2 separate regions of the Lactuca sativa genome follow, and region 1 is linked to region 2. The links are chromatin contacts, called in public Hi-C maps. All regions are on one chromosome and are shown on one strand. The core of a region is the stretch at or near the end of the contact, and the rest is flanking DNA. Distances in the headings are between cores, read along the strand shown. Region 1 holds the start of LOC111907444 (ethylene-responsive transcription factor WIN1). Region 2 holds the start of LOC122194422 (phospholipase D alpha 1).

The links. A called contact is a pair of places that touch in the nucleus more often than the background predicts.
Region 1: a Hi-C map of leaf shows a contact between it and region 2, with 5 times the contacts expected there. The contact joins the promoter of LOC111907444 here to the promoter of LOC122194422 in region 2. A contact is called at or near these places in 2 of 4 Hi-C or Micro-C datasets (leaf and seed).

What each region holds. Positions count from the first base shown.
Region 1 is chr4:155,599,720-155,604,228 of Lsat_Salinas_v11, forward strand. It overlaps LOC111907444 (ethylene-responsive transcription factor WIN1), which reads left to right and starts at 1,586. Exons shown (of 2, transcript XM_023903213.3): 1 at 1,586-1,906; 2 at 1,989-2,808. The coding sequence starts at 1,827. The coding sequence ends at 2,505.
Region 2 is chr4:155,363,199-155,368,198 of Lsat_Salinas_v11, forward strand. It overlaps LOC122194422 (phospholipase D alpha 1), which reads right to left and starts at 3,713. Exons shown (of 2, transcript XM_052771391.1): 1 at 1,820-3,713; 2 at 621-1,099. The coding sequence starts at 3,620. The coding sequence ends at 663.

The DNA of each region.
Region 1 (4,509 bases), core at 336-2,835, 230 kb after region 2:
GAAACTTATTTATGAGTGCAAAATACAAATTAGGATATTACGGGTTGATTAAAACAAAATGTTAAATAGAAACGATTAAATGAGAAATTTATTTGAATTTGAAATTTGAAATGAATAAAAATTATGAGAAAAAAACATGCAAAAAATAAATAAATTAAAATTATTGTTTAGTTATCAGACCCGTATACTAAACAGGTTAATTATAACAAAATGTTAAACACAAAGGTTTAAACTGTAAATTTATTTGAAATTGAAATTAAAATTTAAAATTTAAAATTTGAAATTAATATGATTATGATAGGTTTAATTTATGGAAACTAATTAATAATATATTAGAAATGGAAAATGAAATAAATGACAAGTGGAAAATAAATATATCTCTAAATTATGATAAAATGACATGTGACAAATTGAATGAGAGAAGGACATATGACAAAATCATTCTTATTTACTAGGGTAGATGATGATATTAGATATGCTAAAATGAACAATTAATACCATCTCCTTTGTAATTTTATCTAGCCTAAGATCTACGTATAACATACTTTACTATTTTTCTTTTAATATTTGCACAAACTTGGTAATCGATTTAAAAGGAAACTCACACATTCACTTTTTTCCCAATGAACACCATGAAAAAGGGATTTGTGCATTAGTGCCAGGTATGGAGATTGAGATATTTACCTTAAAAGAGCAACCCAAAGTGTTAGTGGTAACTACTAAAGTAGAACCTTTAGTGGTTAATAAATACAGAGAAAAAAAAAGGAGTGGTTGCTGTTTAGTGCTACACATAAGTTGTTTCTTTTTTTAAACTACATTGAGTACAAAATAACGAGCTTGAAATATATAATATATTAACCCAAGCTTATAAAAACTCAATTCCAAATCCAATAAAAGTCTTTCAAGTTTTTTGTATTTTTTATATTATCTTTGTGTCAAACATGAATCAGAACTTATATTTGAATTTGGGTCAAAAAGATATTTTGAATCAAACATAGTTTCAATTGATAGATTTCGATCTCTCAAATCCATCATCAAAAATACCTATCGAACTATTAAGTTGTGGAGCCTGATGTTAAAACCTGACCACCACTGTGACATCATTAGTTCAAGATCACAACGCCTAGGTTGGTTCGTTTGGCACTTTAAACCCTATCATGATTATCAATGCAAAACCTCTCTAGTTCAATGTGATCACAATCAGCTTAATCGACGTAATTTTCTATGTTGTTTTTACTTTTCACGAATCTTTAACATATGTGTGGGTTGAGAGTAAACCTAACACGAATCATTTTTGCATCCTTGTGATGGAGGGAGAGATAAAATTGGGGGGTGAAAGAGAGAGACCCACTCCATGATGTTCAAAGGACCACAAAATTAAACCATAAAAAAGGGAAGAGCTAAATCCTCACCGACAAACACACCATTCTCAAAAATCATGTCATGAAAGCTGGCTTTGCTTTAATTACTTTCTCTGTGTGTTTAATAAATAATAATAATAATCGACTTGTAACATTTATTTTGGGTTTCGCTTTTCAAATAATATATACTAGTCCTCCAGGTAAATTATTAACTTAACTTTTTAGTTTTCAGTTTAGATGAGGGGCGGAGCTAAATCTCCAAACTCTACTACAACTCCAAGAAAAGAAAAGACAAATTGTTGACTTCAAGTGTCATGGACATTGGACACCACCTCCGTACTTGGCCTATTGAATCTTTTCAGTCGGCTATATATTTCACCTCACACTCTCCCGAGTTTTCAGCTTTTAAATCTCATCTCATCTCATCTATTGATTCCTTCTGACTTCTTTCTGACACTCTACCAAATGGTACAAACAAAGAAATTCAGAGGCGTCCGTCAGCGCCATTGGGGTTCTTGGGTTTCCGAGATTCGCCACCCTTTACTGTATTTCACAATTCTCCCTTCTCTCTCACACACATACACACTGATAACACATTCTATATCTAATGACTTTGTTTGTTTGTAGGAAGAGAAGGGTATGGCTAGGGACGTTTGAAACGGCGGAAGAAGCTGCCAGAGCGTATGATGAGGCTGCCGTTTTAATGAGTGGTCGTAATGCCAAGACAAATTTCCCGGTTGTCAAAGGCCAAACATCCGGGGGTGGAGACAGTGACGCAACTCCGGCAACCACCAACTCGCCACCGTCGTCTTCAACCACTACTACTAGTCTCTCAGCGATACTAAGTGCAAAGCTACGGAAATGTTGCAAGTCTCCGTCGCCGTCACTCACCTGTCTCCGGCTTGACACGGAAAGTTCTCACATCGGGGTATGGCAGAAACGGGCGGGGATTCATTCGGAATCTAACTGGGTCATGACTGTGGAGCTTGGAAAGAAGAAGGATAGTGTCGAGAGAGAAGCTGAAGTTGAAGTTGAAATTCCGATGGTGGTGGATACGCCGATGATGGCGTCTGGTGGTGGTGGTGGTGATGAAGAGGATGCGATTGCATTGCAAATGATTGAGGAGCTGCTGAATACAAATTGATGGGCCCCACGAGCTGACTAAAAAGATAATGAAACTTCCGACGTCAACTCATGATCAGTACCATGCATCATCTTCTCTCTTGCAGAATCCTAGTTTTTGCAATAAGAATGATATATCGAATAGTTTACACTATATGAATTTGCACGTACATACATGTGTATGTGTGTGTATGCAGTTGCCCGATTAAAACTATAGGAGGAGAGGGTAAACATGTAAATTAATAAGTATTTTTATCAAGTTGCTTTTACCCTCATCTGTTATTTATGAATTTTTATGTTCTAAGCAAGCAGCCTCTTCAAGTCATACTTGTAGCAATATATAGCCAAGTCGATTTTCTCGTATGTTTGCCAAAAAGAGTGAAATAAATCCAAGTATATTTTTAGCCAATTGAAAAGAAAAGAGTAATCTACTCAATTTCAGCTCTTAATCCTTTCATCCATAGAAAGTTTGATTCCTAGAGACAAGTTGACATCGACTTTGATAAGGACAGGACAATACAATAAAACCTTTGGCTTATTAGAATTAGAGGTTAGGCACATAAATTGATGATTTAATTGCTATGAAATTGACAAAAAATTTAGTTATGGTTGCCGTTAATTGTTTTGAAGAAATGTAGCATCATCTAACGATAAATGGGAGATTCAATGTTGGAATAAACGACTTACGAGGCTAGTCCTTGCTCTCAAACGATACTCAAAACTATGTAAATTGTGTTTGATAAAGACATCATAAATTATTTTCAAGAAAGTAGGGATGGATATAATGACCACGGAAACTAGTGAAAAAAGTGCATATGCTACTACGGAGGTCGTTATCAATAATTAGGATTAATTAACTCACATAATCCTTTCTTGGGGTTTGAGATCTGCTAGAAGTTCTAATACCAATTCTAAGGAATATAGGGCCCAAGGAACTACTGAAAAGTGCATATGTGGAGATATGCATTAAGAAGTAAAATCTCTTGGTATATATGTTTGGTATCAAGGATCCAAATGAACAAACTAATGGAATCGGCAAGCTAATTAAATTTCATTATCATCTTCGGTTTGTTGGTTTGAATGAAATAAATCATTTAGAAATGTTTGATGAAAATAAAATTAAGGAAAAAATGTAATCAACTAGAGATGGATCACCAATAATTAAATTACATATGAACTTATTTCACGATTCGTTATATTGTATATGTATTTCAAATAATGAAAAAAGTTTATCAATTTGAAAAACGTTGTTTAAAAAAATGCCATGAAATTTAAAATCTCAAAATAGATTTTATTTTTTGAAAATTTATAGAAGGAGTAACGTTGTTGAAAATTATGTAAATAAAAATAATCATACAGTTATAATATATCATTCTGTTCCATAAAAGAATAGAATGAAAATCCATAGGAATAAATATAACATTTCATGAATCCTCCGTTCCACTCTATAGTGGCATACAAACAAGATCTTTTTTTTTTCATTACTTTCCCTCTTTGATTAACATATGTCAAGTAGTACCTTGAAGTTCTTGACAGAGTTTTCCTAAACTACATTGGCATCGATGATATTAGGTAGCTCACAAATCCATGCTTATTAACATGTGACTTTAAATGGGAAGAAAAATAAGAGGTAATTTTGATAATTTGATTTGTGTTTCTAGGAATAAGAGCATCCTTCTGAAAACAAAGATAACCCAAGTTGAGCAAAACGCCAATCCGCAAGGGAAAATCTTATCACTTGATTTTCTTTTGGGGGTTTACGATAAAAACATAATTGCTAACATTTAATAATGAGCCACAAGGAGTAGGTGGTTAAATTTCTTAAGAAAGTGGCCCCTTAAGTGTCGAATTTATTTGAATTTTAGGTCAAGACAATGATACTTATGATGGGTCCAGTTGTGTCTAATTAGATCCAACATACTCCTATAAGCTATAATCATTAATCACAATACTTTAGTTACAATAGTCGCTAACAAATGAGAGTGTACCAAAAGCATATATAAAGTCATACATAACAAATACTCGA
Region 2 (5,000 bases), core at 2,463-4,962:
TGCATGCTATTACTCTAATTACAATAACATGTTGTAAATTACTTTTTTTTTTTATTTATTTTTATGTTAAAACTAGAATAAAAATGAAATTTTACTTGCAAAATATTGTCAAAAAGAGTTTGAGGTACCTAGATTAATTACCGAAGGTGGTTATATTCAATGAAAGTTCATGTTCATGATTAAACCAAAATCTTTTATGTTTTACTTCTTTTTTGGGATAAAATTACAACAAAAGCTAAAAAAAATATACTTTTTAAACTAATTTTCTTAAGAGCATTATGCGACCACATTGTTGGTCCATGACCACCCCTTAGACTATCTTTCCTACAAGGTTTCTTAGATTCAAAGATGGGCATGGTTTGAATCGATTAAATCTACACTACTCATGTTCAGTAGGATTTTCAAAGCGGGTCACAATTTTTATGATAACCACCGTAAACTGTTTTAGAATAGTCTAAAGAAACTTATTCTACATGGCAAAAATACAAGAAGTTACATTGTAATTCATATGGAAGATGGTCATTAGTACACATCTTACATACAATTGCGATAATAATGATGCAAAATTTGCGTATTATTCGATTACAATGGCTAATACCAAACAAGGAAACAAAATTTGAAGTTATTCCAACTAATTAAAAACACCAAAACAAAGTCTCTCTTTAGGTAGTAAGAATAGGAGGAAGGAAATCAGATTTCGTACCAAGGATCTTGGCACTTGTATCAGGGAAACATTCAGTTCCTGGCAATTCCGTAATATCACCATCCCTAGCGATACCAACCGGGTATCGCAGCAAGTGACCTGGCAAATCACGTTCAAGATTTTCACTGGCGTAAAGTTCCCAACATTTGTCAGCCACATCATTCACCTTTCTCACGCATTCAACATTCTCTGGGTGCTCAAAGGTCTGATCGATCATGCCAAGGTGTTCATACCATAAAGCCATACGGAAGCCATGGATCTGACCCCTGGCTGGTGACCTGGCTGAAGCTAGATGATTAGGTTGATATGCTCCCATGGCTATTTCAGAATCCCTAGCACCATCCATGGATCGTTGGTTGATGTTCGCGGATCCAACTATTATGTATTCATCATCAACTGCACCATGGTAGATAAAAATTAGTTACTAAATATGATCAACGATTGAAAAAGTTACCATTTTGGCTACTTGGTTTATCCGATATTTTTAATTTTGGTCCCAAATAGTTTAGTTTTATATAGCGTTTAGTCATTATTTGAGGCTTTTACAACTATTTTACTTGAAACGTTAACTAAAAATTACTTTTCAAGAAAAGTGCCATAAATGTTGTAAAAACTTTAAATAATAACAAAAATTGTAAGAGACATTTTTAATCAAATTTGAATGCCAAAATAATGTGTCAAAAATATTATCTACTCTTATTTATTTTTTTTACTAAAACACATGTTTGGTCCTTTAGGTTTTAACTTTTTTTTTTGGAAAAATATATCTTTGAAACATTGGTACTTAAGCTAAAAAGAGTGATGTTAAGCTCACTTAAGCTAGGGAGAAGCTAAAGGGGAGATTTTTGCCAAGTTGGCAAGAATAGAGTGAGTGGGTTGCCAAGTGAGGGAGAAACGTAGAAGAAGAAAAAGAGGAGAAGGAGAGACTCTCTTTCCTCTACTCGGATCCACCGAGTTGGCTCGTCGAACTCAAAATGCCGAGCCTACGGGCTAGTGTCTTCTGAGGTAACTAAGCAAATGACGAGCACATGTCGATGCCACCCAGACAACCTTATTGGATTGTTTTATAATAATTTTGGTCTCATGGTTGTCAAATCTAACAAACTAGCTATTTACCTATCATCATTTTGGAATGGACATAGATCATAAAACGACGGTTCTCTTGGGCATGAAGATAACCAGAATCCGGTTCGGGTGCTTCTGTTGGTTCATGCTCATCGTCTTGCTTCATCTCACGGTTTCCAAGGCAAAAGAAGGTAAGATACTCTCTTGGATCATCATCTCGACCCTTATCTTGAAGAGCCTTGACAATGTCTTTATACATCATCTCCATCGTCCTTTTTTGCCAGTCCAATATCGCCTGAACAGATCCACTTTCTGGGATCCCTTCAGGCCACATTGGTACGACAACATAAACAATAAACTTTTGACCGGCTTCTATCTTGCTGACGATCTTCAAAGAAAGTTCCTTTGGAATAAGGTGCAACGCACCAATCTCATTAACATTGATATCGTCAGATTTCCAAGCAAAAGAGCTTCCAAGGAAATACTGGTTTTCAATATAGATGAAATTTTTTGCTCTTCGTATCGCGTTAATATACGCGTCTTGAATACTTCGATCAATTATGTTATCTTTCCCACTCACAAGACCCGCTTTCCCGGCTTCTTCAGGTGTGTCCGGGAAGCCAAAGGCGGCCCCACCATCGATAGACCTGAAAAGCTGGACATTCCATGTTTCTTGATCATTTGGGAACGTCACCGGAGATGGTGGGATTAGAATGTCACGAAGTTGTCTCAAGTCAACAAGTATATTTTTCCCACCTTGTTTTCGCCATCTTTGTTCAAAATTAAACAAAACATCCCAAGCGATTGGTCCTTCAACCCTAGAGTGAATATCATGCCATGGCTCCCGTGGACCACCTTTAGCTATGGATGCTCCAGTGTAATTAGGTTGATGGAAATCATCATGGTGAGCAGCGTTTAATGTTTTAAAAAGAGGATGAAACGCATAATCGTATCTTCCATCACATAAATCAATACCACCAACAAAACTCACCACCCTCCGTTTCTCTGAACCTCCAGTAGGCATCTCAGCGTCCACCACCACGATCTTCTGGTGATGAGTGAACATGGTGGACACTTGAAGGTCCTGAAAAACGCTTCCTCCGTCATCAGGGTCACGCGGGCATAAAATGCAATGAACGTCGGTGTTTTGGAAGAAATTCTCAGTTTCTTCATCATGGGTAGCCATTAATCCGTCTTCTTTAAATACATTTACAGAAGTTCTATCGTCCCAAACGAGCATAGCCACCCTAACACCTTCTTCTGCTTTCCGTTTTAGAATCTGACCAAGCATGACATCACCTCCATCCTTTTGTCTCTTTGGGTCTCGTATCAAAGCGATCTCAGTGTAAACAGACCATCCAGTAATGTAGATGAAGTGTTTTGCATTAGTAATGGCTTCGAATATATCTTCCCAACATCTATGTGTCTCGTAGTATTTGCCACCTGCAAGAGCGATCTTAGGCATGAAATTTTCAGGAACATGAGCATCTTGGTATAAAGAGACTCGACATCCTGTTCTTTGAGCGAAGAATGTGTAGGGAACTCCAGGGTACTTCGCATTTTTGATTCCATGAGCCCAGTTACGATCTTGAGTGACGTCAAAGAATTGTAGCTTTACGTGGATTTTGGATCCAGCTGGAACAGGGTTGTTGTTTTCATCCATGATCTCAATCCATTTGTCTACTTCATCTCCATCCATTAATTCTCTTACAGGCATGTGAGCTCTTCCAATTAACGTTGCCCCAATTGGGTTGTTGTCTTTAACAGTGAAGATCACGTCAGAAGCTGAGTGAGCACAATAAATGTGGAATGACTCGTACCATCTTGGGTTTTGGGGTTCGTTTTCTATCATCCTAGTTCGTCCAACTCTGCATTTTTCTAGATCGATCGTCGCATAAATTTTCGGAGTTCCTTCCCCAAATCCAACGGTTTCCTGTATGTTCGCCATAAGCTGCAACAAGAAAAAAAAAACGTATGTTTGCATGAAGAACACGAATATGCAGTTACTTCAAACTGTTATGATTACCAGTTATTAAAGAAAATAACATAAATTCTATGATAGTATGTTATGTGATATGAGTGAGCAATCATTTCAAAAGTATAAAATTACTCGTAATTTTTTAAAGATGATATGAAATTATACCTTGCCGAATACATTAGGCCCACCACCTTCGTGAAGCTTATCAACCTCGTAGATTGTAACGTGAAGAGTTCCATGGAGCAGTACCTTAGACATTTTGTAGCCTGCGCACTAAACAAACCGAATCCAACGAATTACTCGTTTATCGTCAATATAGCTTACCACATGATCACTTTTTTAAACTACAGATAATATAGTAATAACAAACACGTACTGACAATGCGTGATTTAAACGAATCGAGAATGAAATAACTCGAAGCAAATTATAGGATCGATACCAGTGAATCAACAAAATTAATAGTATCCGTAAATAAAGTGATACACAAGCTCAATCAGGACACACAATTCATTTTATTTGATAGATCTATGAATCAGATGAACAATTGACGACATAAAACAATGCTTACCGTTTGAATCGAAGTGAGAGAGATTAAAACACAGAGAATATGATCCGAACGGCAATGCTACACGTAATAAGAGGGAATCAGAAGAGTTGGAGAGAGAGAGAGATAGCGATCCGTGAAAACAGTTGTTAAAAGGTTTCAAAGTTAACCGGAAAAATCGTTTTTTTAGGAAATCAAAAAAATAAAGTCCGTACATTCTTTAATCAAATTTGTATCTTCAATGGACAAGGTACAAACCAGGTAATGATAAAAACCACTCAAAACCAAATAAACAAAAGACTAAATTATTGAAGGTTTGGTTAAAATTACGCGTTTGGTCCTTAGTATTTTTTTTGCAGTTATATCGTCCTTATAGTTTCTTTTTGTTGCGATTTTCATCTGCGACAAACATTAAAAGACTAATATACCCTTATCAAAATTTATTTACATTCAAAATTAAAGATTATAATATAGAGTTAATTTTAAGTGTCAATAAAAAAAAATTGGGTCCCACACATCTCTATCACCCCCATCCCTTCCCTTCTAGAATTGAAGTCATCGATCGTATGTCTAACCCTTTCAAACTCATCTCTAAACACCGATCTACACCTCAAGTTCCCGTCGGAGCCTCCAGCAGGAAACCTGCAATTCTAAAGTAGATGTTGCCATCAGTCAGCATGCTAACACCACCACCGGAACCCTGCAACCC